3 separate regions of the Ovis aries genome follow, and all the other regions are linked to region 1. A link is a contact called in public Hi-C data. All regions are on one chromosome and are shown on one strand. Each heading gives the region's core, a stretch centred on a gene start, on an enhancer-like site or on the middle of the called end of the contact. The rest is flanking DNA. Distances are from core to core; before and after follow the strand shown.

The links. A called contact is a pair of places that touch in the nucleus more often than the background predicts.
Region 2: a Hi-C map of tail adipose tissue shows a contact between it and region 1, with 2.4 times the contacts expected there. The contact joins the promoter of GNAS here to the promoter of STX16 in region 1. A contact is called at or near these places in 3 of 16 Hi-C or Micro-C datasets (hypothalamus and tail adipose tissue).
Region 3: a contact with region 1 is called in a Hi-C map of tail adipose tissue, with 4 times the contacts expected there. The contact joins the enhancer-like site here to the promoter of STX16 in region 1. A contact is called at or near these places in 3 of 16 Hi-C or Micro-C datasets (hypothalamus and tail adipose tissue).

What each region holds. Positions count from the first base shown.
Region 1 is chr13:57,405,712-57,409,425 of ARS-UI_Ramb_v3.0, forward strand. It overlaps STX16 (syntaxin 16), which reads right to left and starts at 1,726. Exons shown (of 8, transcript XM_004014438.5): 1 at 907-1,726. The coding sequence starts at 987.
Region 2 is chr13:57,217,387-57,221,100 of ARS-UI_Ramb_v3.0, forward strand. GNAS (GNAS complex locus) reads right to left here and starts at 2,145. Exons shown (of 12, transcript XM_060396963.1): 1 at 1,021-2,145. The coding sequence starts at 1,063. It overlaps LOC101102411 (neuroendocrine secretory protein 55), which reads right to left and starts at 2,145. Exons shown (of 2, transcript XM_060396969.1): 1 at 1,021-2,145. The coding sequence starts at 1,788. The coding sequence ends at 1,063. It overlaps LOC105606221 (a long non-coding RNA gene), which reads left to right. Exons shown (of 4, transcript XR_009595953.1): 2 at 1-3,714.
Region 3 is chr13:57,572,133-57,575,846 of ARS-UI_Ramb_v3.0, forward strand. All of the region lies in intron 1 of APCDD1L (APC down-regulated 1 like), which reads left to right. Among named protein-coding and RNA genes, the nearest start is that of APCDD1L, 31 kb to the left of the region's middle. Within about 2 kb of position 2,014, at least 4 of the 54 cell types and tissues checked have an H3K27ac peak or open chromatin away from gene starts, as enhancers often do. A contact at or near this core is called in tail adipose tissue, where this site is marked.

The DNA.
Region 1 (3,714 bases), core at 476-2,975:
TGAGGTTTGGACGGGAAAGTAGCCCTTCATCATAAACAAACAGGAAAACAACAGTCATCCTTCCAGGCCCTCCCTCTAAGAGATTCTACAGCTGGGCTAAAGAAAGGTTCAGGTTAATTAAATCAAAATCGTGGGCTATTTGGGGGGTTAATTTTCACATACACATCACGTTCGAATTAAAAAGTTCCTATGGAAGAAAGAGCTTTATTTCCTGTCTGGGAAATAGAAAACGAAGAAGCAAGCACCTTACAGCCTCACAAACAAGAACCCCCATGAAAAACAGCAAAGCAATTATTCACAGGGAACACGGGCACACAGAGGGCTTCGAGACCATTTAAAAAAAAAGAACACCCCCCCCCCCAAAAAAAAAACACCCAACTCCTTCCTCTCTAGCGAGGAAGGCATCGTTCATTTGCAAGGATTTGGATCTGCCAGCCTGCAAACCGACCATCAGAACCAAAGTGAGGCTGTCTGCGGGGGCGGACGGGGGAAGGAGGGGGGCGCTTAAAACAAAACGGAACAAAAAGGCTTCAGGAAAAAAAGCCTCCAAATCTCAGTGCTAAAACATATGTAAATTGAAGGCGCCGGTCGCGCGGGGACAACCGGGGGGGTGGAAGGGGGAGGACGGAGAGGGATGCGGAAGTGAAGAGAGCGTGCAAGGCAGAGGTGGAGCAGGATCTAGATGCTTCTTCCCCAGCCAGGGTTATCGAAGCTCGCGGACCCCAGCCAATAGACCCCGCACTTCCATGCTAGTCTTATTTTCTTTTTTAAACAGAGAGACAGACACAGACAGACAGACAGGCAGAGCCGCAGTGCACACAGGGCGTGTGTCGGAGAGGCCGCCTGGAGACTCACCGCAGCAATGCTACGTGAATGCAGAGGGCTGGAGGTGGTGTGACTACTCACTTGCTCGGCTAACAGCTGCCGGTTTTGGATGGAATTATTCCGCAACAACAAGAAAGCGTCGGTTAAACGCCTCGTGGCCATGTCTCACCCTTTGTGACCCCCAGCTCAGGGGCCCCCCGCCCACTTAAGAATCCAGGTTTATTCACTTTCTTTCTCTTGGCCTGGCCTGGTTCCCTTCTCAGGCCTGCAGCCGAGCAGGTGCTGCTCTGTGCTTCCTCCAAGCGCAAAGACCCCTCCCCAGCTAACACCTCGGCTTTCCAATTGTCTGACTCCCCCTACCCAGGGCCTGCCTTCGATCTCTAAGCACTCAAATCCCCCCAATCCTTGCGTTGCTAGCCAACTTCCCAGAGACCCCTCCCCAATCCAACCTTGGATCTACAAGCGTCTAACTGGCCAATCCGGCTTTGGACTGGAAGACTCGGAAGCCCCCTACCACATCAGTCTCTCACACCCCCTAGGGCCCGAGCCTCATGTCTAACTTGGCTCACACGCGTCTGGGCCGTGCTTTCAGGCCTGCCTCTGGCTCAGTTTGCCCTCCAGAGGCCTGAGAGGCCTGCTTGAGGCCCCTTTTTGGACAATCGAACCAGGCCTGGGCCCTGAACGCCTGCTGCTTCCTGCTGGGGCCTGGTCTGAGCCCTCTAAGGCCGGGGCCCCGACCTCCTGACCCCTTCCCTTTATGGGTGGCCTGGTCCTCCACTGCCACAGCAGGCTGCCGGCCTCCAGGAGGGCAGCAGAGCCTGCCTCCACGGCCTCCTCACTCCTCTTCTTCGGCTCCCTCCATCCCCGGATCTGACTGCTGCTCAGCCCCAGGGCCGTTTCCGTGCTCTGGGTCCCGGGTTCTGGCGTTCCCCCCTGGCCCTCTTCCTGTCCGTCTCTCGAGAGTGCCCCCCTGCGACGTTCACAAGCCTTGCTCGCAACGTTCCGGGCGCGGGAGATCCCTACCCCCCTGCCCCGGGTCATGGGAGCGCTCCGCCCTCTCCCGGGGTGCAGCCGGGACGCTAGGTTCCCCCTTGCCAACTGGGCCCAGGCGCTGAGAGTGGGCCTTCGGGCTGGCCTGAGCCTCGAGAACGTGGCCCTCACGTTACAAACAACTGCCAGGGGCCTTGGCGCGCTTATTAGAGTGGAGTCGAGAGGCAGGCAGATTTGGGCTCCAGCAGAACCGAAGTTTGAGACGCGCGGAGTTGGGGCGGGAGAGGAAAAGTTGGAGACGACTGCCTCTTGGAGGCCGAGCACGCTCCACTGCAGGCGGCGGCTCGCGCTCGCTTTTTTTTTTTGTTCCCCCAAATCTGAAAAAAAAAAAAAAAGTATCAGGAAAACAAGCAGGAGAGGAAAAAAAAAAAAAAAAGCAAAAGCTCCAGCTAGAGCTGCAGGCCGCCTGGGCCGTGCCGCCGCCCGCAGTCGGGGGGTCGTGGGGACCTGCCCGGCTGCCGCGTTCTGTAGGGGGCACTGCAGGGTTGTACAATCTCAAGTGGAAAAGTTCCCGAAACTTTGACAGCCCCCCGCCCCCAACCACTTCTCCCTGCCTAGTGGGCCCGCGCGCCCCACACCCCTAGGCCGCTTTCCCGCCCTGGAATGGGGTCGGGAAGCCCCCCGCCACCCCAGCACTTGGTTGCGGACTCGGGTTGGCGGAATTTGGGCAGAGGCTGAGCCGGGGCGCATTGGAATCGAGTCGCCCGAGCCCGAGCGCGGCAAGCAGGGGGCCAGGTGATCGCCCCACGAGCGAGGCCCGAGTCCTGAGGGGTGTCCTGCCCCGGCCCACGCCACGGGCCGTAGGAGGCCACCCTACTGGCCGCACGAGGTCACCTCCCCGTCCCCCCCGCCCCCCCCAGCCCAGCGCCCAGAGGCCGAAGCCCGAGCCAGAAACAGCTTGGGCCGGGCGTGCGGACCCGAGTGGGTCGGGGTCGTGGAGTCGGGCAACCGCGCCTCCCAAGGGGCTCGGGGCTGGGGCGGCACCGGGTTCCTTTTCCCGGGGCGAGCGGGGACCACCGTGGGGCCGCCGAGCCGCACTCGAGAGTGTGGTCTTAACAAAGGAAAATCGCCCGGCACCCGGGAACGGCCCGATCCCTGCAATTGTTTCTGCATGAAACAAACTTTACACACACACGTGCATTTTCCTAGCGTCTCCCCCGTGCTAAGCGCCGAGTTTGCAAAGGAAAGATAGCAAACACGGGAAACACAAAGCCGGTGTCCGCGCTCACAAAGGGCGGCAGCCGGGCCGGCGCGGAGACCCGCGCGCGAATGTCAGCAGCACCCGCGGGGCGCAGGGCGAGGGTCTCGCCGGGTTTCGCCGTGTCGCTGGAGGCACCCTATACATACATACATACAAATATATACATATAATTTTGTTTTCTAAAGGAGAACGTTTCTGTGCATCTGTTGTGTTACTAAAAATTACTGAGAAACATATCTTCGGGAGGGAAATGTCCAAATGCATAAAATAATAAGAACCGGGAGAGTCAGAGAGCAGGGCTGGCGCGTTGGTTTGGAGGAAGGGGCTATGGTTTCCGAAGCTGGACTGTGGGCTAGGCGGATGCGCAGGGAAGGGGCGCTCGTTCGCGGGCTTTCGCGGACGTTGGACGATGCCCGGGCGAGACAAAACCTCGCCGCCGCGTGTCACCGCGGACAGCGAGCTGCCTGCCTCTCCGAGCGGGCGGCTGCGACGGGAGAAAGCCGCTGCTCCAAAGGCAGAGACCCCGGTTATCTCGGGGAGCGAAATTCAGGGAGCCTGTGTGCGGACCCCAGGCAAGCTCGGCACCCCGGGACATATGTGCCTGTTTGCCGAAAGAGGGACAAGTCCTATCCCCATCC
Region 2 (3,714 bases), core at 895-3,394, 190 kb before region 1:
CTTTCCGCTCGCGACCACCTCGCTGACCTTTTAGCTACTATCTAACATCCCCAGGCAGCTGCGCAAAAAGCCCGGGACCTCTCTAGCCAAGATGTACCCAGCCTCACCATCAGACCAGCTGCGCCAAAAGGTTGGCGATGCCGCGACACGACCACGTCCGTGCCCCCAACCCTGGTAGCCCGTTGGGCACCTCCCGAAACTCCCGTACCTCCTCTGCTTGCCCTCCAAGCACAGGTGATTCGTGGGGAACCGCCGGCTGGCCCGGAGAGGTCTGCTATGAGGCGCGCAGGCAGGTGCGCACGCTTTTTGCGGCGGTCTCTGGCCCGCCAAGCACCCGGGGACGGGCGGTGGCGGCCAGGACTGGCGCACAGCCGCGAGGGGCACTGGCGCCGAGGCCCCGCGGCTGCAAATTGGCAGCAAAGGGTCCTGGGCTCCAGGCTCCAAGTGCCTTAAGCGCCGCGCGCGCGAGAGACTTTCCGGGAGCGGGCAAGTCTCCGGAGTTCTCACCCAATCCCTGCCAGGTTACTTTTCGCACATTGCAACAGTGTCGCTACAGCGCGGTGGCTCTGCTTTCCGAAAGTTGGCGCGAGCACTTCTGAGCCACGTTTTTGGCACCCGCCGTGGCCAACTGGTTTGAGACTAGTTTCTCTAGAAGGGGAAAAAGCGCATAAAATAAGTGACTTACCCGTGCCTTCTGGGTGTACAGCTCGAAACCTGGGGTGCGCCCGGGATTCAGTTGCGCGGGTCCTGGACGCCAGCTCGGAGACCTCTGGCTGTTTCCAGAGGAACGCAAAGACGCCCCACCGTCCAACAAGCGTTTGGCCACCTAGGCGCCCACCGGCACCCTGGGGGAGATCTGGGGAGCCCTTCCCAGTTGGTTCTGTGCCCCTGCCCCTCCCGGGCTGGCTCACTGAGCCCGCTCTCTTCCCGCTTCCCCTCTAACCTGCTTTTCCTCCCTCCCTTCCTCCCGCCGGTCCTGCACCGACCCCAGACTCCCCAGTTTAGCAGTGGGCAACCAACCTGGGTCAAAGAACACAAGGAGAATCCGGGGCGCGTCTTCCATTAGTGACGCCGGATGGGGATGGGCCCCCTTTTGGAAGGGGACTCGGGGGATGGGTCGCGGCGGGTGGGCTTCTTCGGCTTGCAGCGACGCTGCTGCTCCTTCTCCTCCTCCTTTGGCTCCTCAGACTCTTCGGGGTCCCTCGGATCCTTGTCCTCGGGCTCTTCCCGTTGTCTGGGGCTCTCAGACTCCTGAGTACTGGGCGGCGCACGACTCGGGGAGGCGTCGGGGCTCCGCAGCCTCAGGGCGCTGAGACGCTCGGTGAGAGATTGGTGGAAGGTGGGGCGCTTGGGCACCACGGGGCCCCGCTCGTCCTCGGGCTCGGTCTCCGGCTCAGTGGTGGGGGCTGTGTCAGACTCGGTCTCGAATTCGGTCTCGGACTCGATTTCAGACTCGGACTCGGTCTCGGATTCGTAGTCGAACTCTTCTTCCTGGTACTCTGGGCACTCGGGAAGGGAGGGCTCGAGGTCTGTGTCCTCGTGGTCAGATTCAGGGGGCTCGGGGAATACCTGGGCTGCAGAGCGGTGGTGGGCGTTCAGGAAGCTCCGGCGCTGGGCAGCCGCGCGCTGCTGGGCGCGGGTGCTGGAGGTGGCAAGGGCGCGGAGGAGCGCGATGGAGCAGGAGAGCCAGAGGAGCGCTGTGGCTGCCCGGCGGCCTATGGGTGGGCACAGATCGTTGTAATTGTGGCGAGCTCGGCGCCCTAGCTGAGGTCGGGATCTACGATCCATCCTCACGCACACTCGGCGAATCCGACCCACCCTCTGGCTCTGCAGAGAGCAGCTCCGAAGCGCATCGGCCGCTAGAGCCGAAAAAGGTGCTCCTCGCGAGGGAAGAAGCTGGGTCCGGCGGTCCCAGCCCCACCTCGGCTCGAGGGGAAAAAGGGAAGCACCTACCTTCCTGACCACTCAACTTTCTAAAGCTCCGCGCCTCTGCTTGCCTCTCTGGGCATAAAGAAAGGATGGGAAAAGGGGTGGGAAAGTCCGTCTCCTCCGGGGCCCCTCTCTCTAAGTCTTAGACTCTGTAGCCTAAGACTCCGAAGAGGTGCCTCCGCTGGTCCTCTCGCCTGGGAGAGGAAAGAGGAGACTGAGGCGAAGACAGACGGGGCTGAGAGGTTCTGCAAAGTTGCGCGCCCGGACTTCTGCCGGGCATGTGCAGTAGGGAGGCGGGGGCGGGTCCCCGCGCGCTGCGCGGTGGCGCGGAGCCGAGGCTCAGACCCTAGTGGACCGGCAGGTGGCAGGAGGGAACCTTGTTTGAAAGGTTTTGAAGGACGCGAGCGGCGGGGGAACCAGGCGTGTGCCATGGGGCGAGCGAGCCAGCCAGCCAGCGAGCCACAGGTTAGAGTGTTTGCGCAGCGGGGCATGGGTTCTCCATGGTGTCCGGACCCCTCCCCAGCTTCTCCAGGGTTATTGATAAACTGAACAAAGCCTGAAGCAGCTAAAAAATTTGCAGATATTCTGTATTCTGGAGGAATGAGCGTCTGTACATCAGTATTAAACTATCCAGTCCAGGGCATTTTCCAAGGGCTTAATATTATAGTTGGAAAAGGGTAATCTCAGGCAGTCATTAATCGCAGATCTCGTCTAGAGACTGTAATTTGAGACGTTTCCAGTCCTTTCCCCCCAGGTCTGAAGCGACTAATTAATTACGGATTCGCTAAGAAGGACAACCACAGACAGACGAAGTGATGGTTTACACGTCCCCAAACCCGTTGGTGGGCCACCCTGAGCTCTAGCTGAGAACGCGGGCTGAAAGTCTCTCTTTGCCCAGAACATCCCTCAAGGAAGATCTGTGCTGATGTTCAGTACGTGCAAACCAGTTCGCCGACCCTGGAGGGCGCTGCAGGGCGTCCGGCTATCAAGGAAACCGCCGGGTACCGTTCACAGATCTTTTCATAAACAGGTTTTCAACAAAGTGCGGTTATTCATCAAATATTGAATGCCTAGCTCTTGCCAACCTCTGTTCTAGGTGCTGAAGATGCTAGAGTAGGAAGAAGAGGAAAGGAAAGGCAATCTTATATTAAGGAGAGAATCTTTAGGGCTAATCTTATGTTAATCAGAGCATTAAACCACTTAGGACTCACTCCTTACCCATCAGCATTGTTTAATCGAGTATGCATTCTACGGTATGAGAAAATTTATTGGGTCAACCAGAGTATTAAGGCTAGGGGACAGCTAGACCCCCTAGGTCATACCGTTGAACCCCAAAGGAGATGAGACCATCTCTTGGCCCTGGAAAATCAAATGAGCTCCGTGTTCTCCTGGAGGGGGTCCCTGGAGTGGTCCTTGCTCGGGAAAGGGTGGTACTTTGGAAGCTCAGGGGTTCCAGTTGCAACTTGACTGCTGCTTCTGCCCACCTTATTCAAATACGGAGCATCCCTTTTGCCCTAGTGACAGGTCCACCAGTGGTACAGCTCAGCAAAACCATCTTCCTCAAGTCTGCAAGCTTCCTCAAATCCTGCAACCAGCAAGCTTCCAGGTGGCACAGGTGGTTTTTCTTGTCTTTGAGTCAATGTGGTGGAGACGTCAAGAGTCCATGAGGTGATTCTTTTCCTTTTCTTTCTTTATGGCTCTGCTGGGTCTTTATTCCTGCACTTGGACTTTCTCTAGCTGTGGGAAGCAGGGGCTACTCTTCGTTGTGGTGCTCGGGGTTCTCAT
Region 3 (3,714 bases), core at 764-3,263, 170 kb after region 1:
TCACCCAGGTAGCCCTGCTGTGTCCCCTGGGTGAGCTGGGAGCTCCCTCCCCAGGATGCCTCCCTGGGATGCGAACCCTTGATCCAGGGTGGCAAGGGAAGGTAAGAATTACAAGCCTGTTTACTTAACATTTAGGAGGCCAGCACATTTCCTGTGCCTTGCCTGCAACTCTTAAGCCAATATTTACGTCGTCTTTGGGATTCTATTTGTATGGTAATTTAAAAATAGGGTTCGGACTTACAGCTCACCTTTCTCCTGAAACTCTGAAAGCACATTAATTTTCTAGACAGTAAAATAATGCAGTAATTAAATATTACCATTTCTTTTAAAAAATAAAATCTGGTAATGCCTAACAAAATGGGTTTTTCAAAACATGATGTAGGTTTTCTCACAAAACTACACCCCCGGGAAATTCCTGATTTTGAATGTATGGAAGAGACCATGAACTCCATCTCAACACAATGTAAGAAAAATTGACTTCTTAAATTGCAATAATTTTCTTGCATTTAAAATCTCCATGCTTCCCAGCTTGGCTGACCCAAAGGCCCTCCCATGTGCGTCTTTGGGGAAAGGCCGAGAGGAGCTGGGATGGTTTGTTTGATTGTTTATGAAGCTTCCCGGACCCCTTTCTCACGGTTCCAAGTTGGAGCGTTTGTTCTGCCTTGCAAACTTCTTCCAAAGGAGGCCAAGCTTGGTGACCCCGTGACCCTCACCCTTGGGTCTGCAAATGAGTTCTTGGTAGGAGTGGAGCCCAAGATTCCCCCACGTGGAAGAAGGCATGGGCCCCCTAGTCGGCCTTCCAAGGGCTCCTTCTCCACCAGCGCCAAGGTGGGCGGAGAGAGTCCCTGGCCCTCGGCTGAACGCCAAGGCTGGAGGAGACGGTGCTGGGTTTCAACCGAGGCCGCCCAACCGCCCCAACCAAAGCTCAAGAGGGCCCCCTTGTGGACACTTCCAAGAACAGCCCCGTACGTGGTGTACTTCCCCCAACGCCGGGGGCTGCGACCCGGGACCCCCCCACACCTCCGCACCGCTCTCAGACCCAAAGGCACCCAAGAGGCGACCAACAGTCTCCATTCCTCTCTCCTCGAAACCTAACTATTTCCGTGAGACAGGAGGACTCTTGGCCCCTCCAGGCAAGACCTGGTGGACAACCAAGCTTCCCAAGGTGCCTCCCCAAGGTCCTTTGTCCTGAGCCTCTTTGCGGGAGTCTTCACGGCCGAGGACACAACGTCTTCTTTCTTACTGAACATGTCAAAGCCTTGTGATTGCCTTGCCAAATTCCTGTCCTATAGAACAATGGAACCTTCAGTCTTCTGCCAGGAGAGCGAACAAGGATTCGATGCAACTGGAGACTTCTAGACACACGTTCTGTTTCGCAAACACTGACTTGTAACTACAGCCCTCAGGGCAGCGCTAGAATGCTCGGTGAGACCCAGGCAGGTTCAGAAGCCGGGAGAGATCTCACGCTCCAGCACCCCACCCCATGCCACTTATTACTCCCCTCAAAGCACAGGGCTGAAATTTGGTATCTGTGGAGAGTATGGACCAAATTTGGTATCTGCTGCATGCATGCCCAGTCATGTCCGGCTCTTTGTGACCCCATAGACTGTAGCCTGCCAGGCTCCTCTGTCCCTGGGATTCTCCAGGCAAGATCACCGAATTGCCATTTCCTCCTCCAGGGGATCTTCCCAACCCAGGGATGGGACTCACATCTCATGTCTCCTGCATTGGCAGGTGGGTTCTTTACCATTATCGGCACCTGGGAAGACCCTTCGCTCCCCACTGCAGTCACCCAGCAGTGGCTGGGACAACCCCACCCCAGAGGCTCTGGGCCAAATGTCAGGCATTCTCTTCCTGGGGTCGTCAGCCACTTTTCCCTGAGAGAAGGCAGGTGCTGGTGAGGGTGAAGCAGGAAATTTGGTATAAATTATGAATATCTACAGGGCCAACGTGCAGATCTGGGAACACAGGCACTCAAGTCGAGCTCAGGAGGACATGTGTCCAAGACACCAGAACATCTGGGTGAAAGAGGAAAAGCTCCCATGAATCATCCGGACGCCTTGGCTGTTTGGAAGCTGCTGGACCTTGGCTGGGAATTCCCAGTTTTCATCCGGGTAGAAGACCCGGCCAGAGAGAGGAGTGATTAGCATTATCATGGGGCTCAGGGAGTTTTGATGGGAACGGTTTTCGTGCTGGAACATTCCTAAGCAAACAAACAAATTAAAAAAAAAAAAAAAAAAACCTGGCTGATGAGCCAGGCCTGGTGGGCCAGACTCTGTCTCCCAAATCCCCCCTTCCCTTCCCATCCCATGATCTCTGCATTTTCTCTCCACTTAGCAGGAAACACTCAACACAGGCCTTGGGGAGAGATCTACGTGGTCAGCCAGTCCTCTCGACAACATGTTTTCAATTTTGGAAACACAAACATAATAAAACAGTCGCCTTCTCCAAGCAGCACCTATAACGTCCACCTTTTCCAACGATCACTTGGTCCAGCCCAGGCTCGAACTTTTCATGGGAAACAGGGTAGATAGTGACAAACCAAGTACGTTCCTTCCACAGCCTTTCAACACACTGACATCTGAGTCTGAGGCCCTCCTGCATCTCAGAAGCTCAGAATCTGTTTTCCTAGGCAGATTACTGCTAGGGAATCCCTCCAGAATTTCTGCTCCCTCAGGAGGGACCATGTCCTGAGGGAGCAGAAAGTTGCTCCCTCAGGACAACTTTAAACTCTCCAAACTCGCCATGCAAAGGCAGGTACATTTCTCAGTCCTGGGGAGCTGCAGGGCTGGGGAAGCTGAGTGTCCTTTTTCTAGAGCATGCCATTTCTGAGTTTCCCAAGAATACAAAGTCTATCTTGCCCAACCCCTCCCCGACAACGCCCCTTCCCACTGGCCTTGAAGGCAAGACCCTCAGATCAGATGGATAATGAGATTCAATTAAGGCCAAATGAGGGCCATATGAGGGGTGTGAGGGCTGGCCGTCCACAACAGAGGGGGAAGTTTAGGCTCCTTAGAATTCTCTAAGTTTGTATTCATATTTCTGTGACTTGCTGGTGCTGTCACCGCATGTCAATCTGTGACCTTCTCAGGGGAGTTTAAATGGAAACCTTGCGTGGCTTTTGTGCCGTGGCTGCCTTGCAAAGCACGTCTTTTGCTGTAGCAACGTGGTGACGGCTGCCATCTCAACAGCCGGTTTCTGAAGCTTGTTGGCCAAACATCCTCTGTGTGCTGTTGCACGCCAGCATTTCTCAGTGTGTAAAGGGCGGCCGCCTCTAATCAAGAGAGGTTATTTTGGGGTGGGGATTTTTATTGAAAACGTGCATAAGCTTCCAAGTACAGACATTCTAGGTGAATTACCTCAAGCTCAGGATTTTGAAATAAACCAGAGGGTTTCAGATTTTTTTTCTTAAGCAAGAGAACACTTTTTTCAAAGCAGATCTTAATTAGCCTCCCAGGACATAAACCAGAGCAAAGGGTGAGGGGCCGGCGTGGGCTGAAACAGAAGGTGAGAGGCCAGGGTCCCACTTACTGGGTCTCCCCTTCTCTCCTGAATAAAACATCTCTGGTTTTCAGAAACTAGCTTGAAAACCTCTGATACAGTGAAATTTGATGCAGACATCTCTGTACTATCCAGTACAGCAGCCACTGGCCACATATGGCCCCCGAGCCCTAAAATGTGACCCATCTAAACTGAGCTGTGCTGGAGTGTAAA